Linked DNA regions of Sus scrofa: region 1 is linked to region 2. A link is a contact called in public Hi-C data. All regions are on one chromosome and are shown on one strand. The core of a region is the stretch at or near the end of the contact, and the rest is flanking DNA. Distances in the headings are between cores, read along the strand shown.

Region 1 (3,436 bases), core at 673-3,172, 55 kb before region 2:
AGTTGCTCAGAGAATAGACTTAAATGCTCTTATCATAAAAAAATGAAATGATAATTATGGAACATGAGAGAGGTATAAGCTAATGCAATATACAAATGTATCAAGTCAACACATTTTACACCTTAAAATCACACAATGTTTGATATTTTTCTTTCTTTCCTTTTCTTCTTCTCTGTTATTATTATTTTTGCTTTTTAGGGCCACACCTGCAACATATAGAGGTTCCCAGGCTAGGGGTTGAATCAGAGCTGTAGCTGCCGGCCTATGCCACAGCCACAGCAATGCAGGATCCAAGCCGCGTCTGTGACTTACACCGCAGCTCACAGCAATGCCGTATCCTTAACCCACTGAGCAAGGCCAGGGATCGAACCTGTGTCCTCATGGAGCCTACTCAGATTCGTTTCTGTTGAGCCACGATGGGAACTCCCACAGTATAATCTTTACTTTTCTGGAGTAGTTTTGTGCTGCTGAAGAAGACTGGGTGTAGGCTATTTTTTTTCTTTTTCTTTTTTTTCATGACCACACCTACGGCATATGAAAGTTCCCAATCTAGGGTTGAATTGGAGCTGCAGCTGAGCCTGTGCCACAGCCACAGCAACACTAGATCCTTAACCCACTGAACAAGGCCAGGGATCCAACCTGCAACCTCATAGACACTATATCAGGTTCTTAACCCACTGAACTACAACGAGAACTCTCTGAGTGTAGACTTATATGTCAGCTTGGCATCATATAGAGTGTGCAGTGCTCCTTAAAAAAACTTTGACAAGATTTTTGCAGCCGAAGATGTGAGTTAGTACAATAATGCATATACATATATGTTCACAACTTATTTACAATCATGCTTTGGTGCTTTGAAAGGCTTCTTCAAGTTTTCATGCCATGTGCAAGAGTATAAATCTTACTGTCTAGTTGATTCACTTGCAGTCCCTCCCTCAGAGTTTAATGGATGCCATATTTTCAAACTGAGGCAGTCTTTCTGCTCTGGACACCAGATCTTCCAAAACAACACTGCTGGTGTGAGAGAAGCACTAAGAGAAAGGAAGCACAGGAGAGGATGGGGAGAAGGAGAAAGAGGTTCTTGCAGTAAATAGTCAGCATTTGAAAGGGAGAATATGTGGTGAAAGAAAAGGCATATTTTAACAGGAATTAAAAAATAAAACTTCAGGAGAGTTCCCACTGTGGCACAGTGGGTCAGTAATCCAGATTGTCTCTGTGGAGGGGCTGGTTCAATACCTGGCCCAGAGCAGGGGTTTAAGGATCCAGCATTGCTGCAGCTGCAGTGTAGTTCAGCAGTTCTGGCTCATATTTTATCTCTGGCCTGGGAACTTCCACATACCACAGGGGCAGCTAAAAATGGAAGAACAAACGAACAAACAAACCCCCCAAAACTTTAGGAAAAAAAATTGACGTGGGCATGATCTCTTTAAAGGATGAAAAATGAGGAAGTTATAGGGCAGCCCTGATCTGTTCCTATTGTTAACCCCCAGGTGGTGCTGTTGGAGAAGAAAAGCTGATTCCCTCTGGAAGTAGGCAGGCCACCAGGAGATTGCATACCATGGGCCTTTAACACAGAACCGACTTCGACCTGCTAGTGCTGGATTCCAGTCCCTTCCAAAGACTCCCTTGGCTTTACTTTTTAGTATGAAACAGAGAGCGTCGCATTTGTGTCATGAATAAGTCTGCCCATACGTGGGGTCCTGGAATTCCTTCTCTCTCTCTCTCTCTTTTTTTCTCTTTTGTTCTTAACTCCTTTCTCCCTTCTCCTGCAGGTGCATCTCCGGGCTACCATTCCCTCAGGGTGCATCCCTGCCACCAGCTCTTGGTAGCTCTTAATCCTCTGGGCACCATACCGATTCCACTGGGCTATTCCTCTGCCCCTGCCAAGGGAGAGAAAGCTGGGGAAGTACTCATTAACAGAAAACCTTTGATATATTTACCCTCTGTGTTCTGCCTCTGCTAAGCACACAATCAGAGGGAGCGGCCTCAGGTTGAAGCAAGTTTGTCTGTTAATTTCCTGGAGTCAGTGCTGCTTTCATGCTGGGTGGCTCTTAACTGGTGCTTCTATAAAGGTCGTCCTTTCCAGTGTTTCCTATCAATGGCAGAGTCTTAGCTGTGAGTTGTTCTCCTTCTATGCAAAAGGGATGGACTAGATGTGGGCCGGGGGTGGTGGGGGCGGGGGGAAGGGTCTTACAGCAGTGCTCAGGGTCTGTTAGCAGGTATCAGAATTACTTATTAAAATCTTTTTTCTCAGAGTTCCCTGGTGGCCTAGTGATTAAGGATCCAGCATTGTCACTGATGTGTAAAAAAAAGAAAAGTTTTCTAGAGGTATCTGTGTTTGTACACATGGTCCTTTTCTTTGGCACCATCTCCCTCTTGGTAGAGTTAGATCACTTTCTTTTTTTTGGGTCCTTTCCCGCAGCATATGGAAGTTCCCAGGCTAGGGGTAGAATCAGAACTGCAGCCACTGGCCTTAGTCCACAGCCACAGCAATTCAGGATCTGAGCCATGTCTGTGACCTACACCATAGCTCACCACAATGCCAGATCCTTGATCCGCTGAGCGAGGCCAGGGATCAAATCTGCAATCTCATGAATACTAGTCGGGTTTGTTACTGTTGAGCCACAACCGGAACTCTAGAGACCATTCTTTCTTCAGTCCTCATTCTCTGTTGAATCAAGACCTCATTCCTGCCTTTGAGGCTCAAAGACTTCATTAAAGGCACTAACTCCTTGCTCACTTAGCTTTCTTCCCTCAGATCCCCTGTAGATCCATCTACCACACACATGCCTCCTCTCCTCTGGGGCCATTCTTCCAATTAGGGGAATTCAGAACCCAAAAAATTCACAAAAGTGTTCACCAAAAATTAAGGGAGCATAATTAGGATTTTTCTAGAGAAATCAGGTTCTTGCTTTCTCATCTAAGAGAAAAGTGGATTTTTTTTTTTCTTTAGCTTTTCTAGGAAAGGTAAAGGCTTTTGGAAAATCTTCAGGGTTTCTGGCCCTCCCCTCCCATATTGAATCATCCGGGGCCAATCTGAATACTTCATTCTGCACATTTTCAGATCTGAGGTTAAGGATAGTGGTCACAGAGGAGTACTCTTTCTCATCAGCAGGAAGGAGGAGTAAGTGCAAAGACTTGTGAGCCTTGGCTCTTGCTAATCTCAGGTCTCTTGCTAATCCACACAAAATGAGCATAATATTGACATAGTGAGTTTGCTGTGCATCTTAGACAAGAAGAGCTTAAAGGAATTATCACAGAGAAACTCAAGAAATCTTAGTGTTGGAATGAACACCATCTGTCAGCCAGGGCGATGGAAGAACAATCTAGTAGTTCCAGATTCCTTTTGGATTCAGGCACTAGATGTCACTGCTGGTGTTTGGTACTTTCCAAAAAAAAAAAAAAAAAAAAATGGTTTAAAAAAAAGTTCTAAAGG
Region 2 (3,450 bases), core at 350-2,849:
AAAATACCAGATCTAATTCAATATTAACAATGGACATAGATCCAAACTGTCTAAAGTTTAGGTCCAGAACCTTGTAAGAAAATGCTAAAATAAATTCTGCTTTTGGTCAGTAGCATTATTTTATGGACTTGTCATTTAATAAAATATTCAGTAACATTTCAGGAAAATCTTCCTATGTAGCAGAAAATGTGCAGGATTCTGGGTATGAAGATAATTTGGTCACTGTGACCTAGTAGGGAGAGGGGAAGATAAACAAGTATACTTACGCATAAAATTGTTCCATGCACAATGCATGCAAGAAAATTTTCTTATTGGTACCCAAGCACTTGACAGTTACAGAGCCATTTTCTGGCCACAAAAATAAATATATTTTTCACCTTTTTTTTTTCCCTACTGTGCTCCTCCACCCTCATCTCAATTAGAAAATATTTGCCTTTTCAGTTTTTATATGCAAGATATTTCATAGATTTTCAAAAGATACTGTTTATTCAGAGAGTGTGAAATGAACATAAAGATATCAGAAACCAGAATAGATGGGATAGTGTCACTGAGAAGAGGATGGAAAAAAAACAGAGCTGGGAGTCCCCCAAATCATCTTTACTCCTTGGAAATTTTCTAGAAGTTCAAAATGCATGGCCAGATTACAGCAATGCTACACATGTGTACATAAGACTGAGGATAGGCATTTGTGTTTCTTAAAGCCCTATTGTTTTAGTTTCTCCAGGAAAGTTAAAGAAAAAAATCATAAAGGTCTTTTGGCTCACCTGATCGGTTATCATTGTCCTCAAAGTTGACATGGAAGGAATGTCCCACGTTGATGATTTCTTTGGCTGTGGCTGGATTGTAGGAGACGCTGATAGGTTTGAGAGAGGTGTCATGTTTGGTTTCACTGGTTTTAATGTCTATAGGAGACTGGTTGTTTCCATTTGCAATGGGGTACACCTTGCTCCAATGTTCAGGACCTACCAGGACAAACAGACCTATGATCAAAACTTGATCAAATGCTTGATTCCAAGTTTTAGGAGTATAACTTTGTTTATTAGACTAGGATTTATTTAGGTATCTTAAAGGATAATCTGTTTAACTTAATGGAAATTCAATGTTTGCAAATTCAATGTTTGTTTTCTGTGATATGCTATAAAATAATGCTTTTGTCCACACCAGTAACATACTCATAGTCTATGGGGTCAGATGACTATATAAGCTATATATTATAGATTTATAATATGTACTTCTGCAGAGAGAGACTGAAAGGGAGATAGAGAATATATTTTGTATCCAAAGGACAACTGGTAGGAATACATTCAAAGTTACTATAATTCAAAGTCAGACAGTTCAAACCATTAATCTATGACTATATAGTTATTTTAAGTGCTCAACACCTCTTTTACTAGAAAAGAGAATAAGCTATTATTTGATCTACATGAACAGAAGAACTCTTACCATATTCACCATCATAACCCCAGGCAGGACTTGTCATGATCTTCTATGTAGTTTTCTTTGTTCTGAAAACAAAGATAATACTTGAAATAACTAACTGCAACTGAACAGGCAGTTGACAATGGAAACCACCACTTGGGGTTTTTATAGAAATATCCCTTCACTTAATAGGCCACTATTTCATCATCTCTACCTATCAGGAAGTATATACAGTAAAAAACAGGCGTTACTAAAAAAGCCCACAAGGTAAGGTCAGCTTCAATTGTTTTATTTCTTGTATTGTGAAAGAGAAATATCAAAATCTTAGGTTTCATAAAACCAAGCCCTGTTTTTTTCATGTTAGTAAAAGATATGGCTGAGTATTACCATATATGATTTTTGGGATTTCTTAGTTTAATTGCCTTTGTGCACTTGAGATTTACAACTTTACTCTTGATGAATACTTAAGTAATACTAGCAATAATTTAATATTAAACAGTAATTAATAAAGAGAATAATTTGCATGTTTACAAACTGATTGGAACTGGTCATGTTACTTAAAATCAGATTACAGAATAAACAATCTTTTGTAATATATATTATTCACAATGGTACATCTCAAAAAATGCACAGATGAGAATAAATTCCTTTATTTAAACAAATTTTTTATAGGGCATTCCCGTCGCTGCTCAGTGGAAACAAATCTGACTAGTATCCAATGAGGATGCAGGTTCGATCCCTGACCTCACTCAGTGGGTTAAGGATATGGCATTGCTGTGAGCTGTCATGTAGCTACCAGATACAGTTTGGATCCTGCGTTGCTGTGGCTGTAGTGTAGGCCCACAGCTGTAGCTCTGATTTGACCCCTGGCCTGGGAACCTCCATATGCTGTGGGTGTGGCCCTAAAAAGACAAAAAAAAAATCTTTTTTTAGTGTTTTTCTTTTTTAATTTTTTTAATTGTACTTGATAGTCCTTCGTTTTAGAGCAATATTGGAATTCATAAGCGGAGGATTTATTAATATTTAAATTGAATATGACCCAATATTTACTTTACGCATCAAATATAGGTCTACTGAAACAGAAGACTTTCTTTTGTATATCTATACAACTTATAGAGAACTTTCAAATTATTTTATATTACCACCACCACACACGTAAGTCCTGTCTAGTGAGAATTATCATTTTGTAGTTGAGAGATTTCATCACAACTGGCAAGAGCCAAGAATCCCAGACTTGAGCCTCTAAGTCCTCTTGTTTTCTTCTGAATGCCACACTGGGTGAGCTATGAGGTAGATGATCTTCTAGTTCTTACTCTATGCCCATAATTCTTTTAAGTCCAATTAAACACTAGACTTCCCACCTGTCGGGTGCTGAGAAGATCCATAGGACTTTTCAAGGAGGTAGAAAAAAACCAACTCATGTGTGTCAGAGCTTGGCTAGGTCCACCTGTGCAAAGTTCTAAATATGTTCAGAGAAAAACAATCAGAAAAAATAAGCTTCCATGTAACACTTTTCAATACCCTGGGAGTCATACCTCCTTTCGCACTCTGGAATTGTCTGAGCTCCTGGGCTTTCTAAAGGAAGGGGATCTGGCACACTTTTTGGCAAGGCTGAATGGAGACACACTGTTTGTCCCTTTTGGCTAATGATAGCCAACAGGCTCAGATTCAGAATGGACTATGGCTCATGAACAGATTGGGAAGAGGCCCAAGCTTCCATTCCCTGATTTAAGAGGCTGAAGTAACTGTTACTTAAATGGGAACTTCTTTATTTTTTTATTTTTTATTTTTCTGATTATAAAAGTAATGTGCTTACTATACACAAAAACTATGGTATAATATCAGCAAGGAAATTTAAATTGTCTATAAGTCTATCAAATAGTGCAAATGCTGTACCATTTTGATTATTTTGATTTTCAATCTTTTCAAAAGGGAACTTATTTTAAATGTACTATTTATTGAGGGTCCAATATGTCTCAAATGCTATGCTAAAAAGTTCATGTGCACTAATTCATTTAATTCTCACAATAA

What was found. A called contact is a pair of places that touch in the nucleus more often than the background predicts.
Region 1: a contact with region 2 is called in a Hi-C map of liver, with 1.7 times the contacts expected there. The contact joins the enhancer-like site here to the promoter of LOC100153915 in region 2. A contact is called at or near these places in 1 of 5 promoter capture datasets (liver), 5 of 47 Hi-C or Micro-C datasets (liver and skeletal muscle) and 1 of 2 datasets of contacts at active chromatin or transcription factors (skeletal muscle).

Annotation. Positions count from the first base shown.
Region 1 is chr4:51,396,972-51,400,407 of Sscrofa11.1, reverse strand. No RefSeq gene overlaps it. Among named protein-coding and RNA genes, the nearest start is that of C4H8orf59, 70 kb to the left of the region's middle. Within about 2 kb of position 1,922, at least 6 of the 83 cell types and tissues checked have an H3K27ac peak or open chromatin away from gene starts, as enhancers often do. A contact at or near this core is called in liver, where this site is marked.
Region 2 is chr4:51,341,697-51,345,146 of Sscrofa11.1, reverse strand. LOC100153915 (carbonic anhydrase 1) reads right to left here and starts at 1,599. Exons shown (of 7, transcript XM_001924183.4): 1 at 1,444-1,599; 2 at 765-962. The coding sequence starts at 1,480.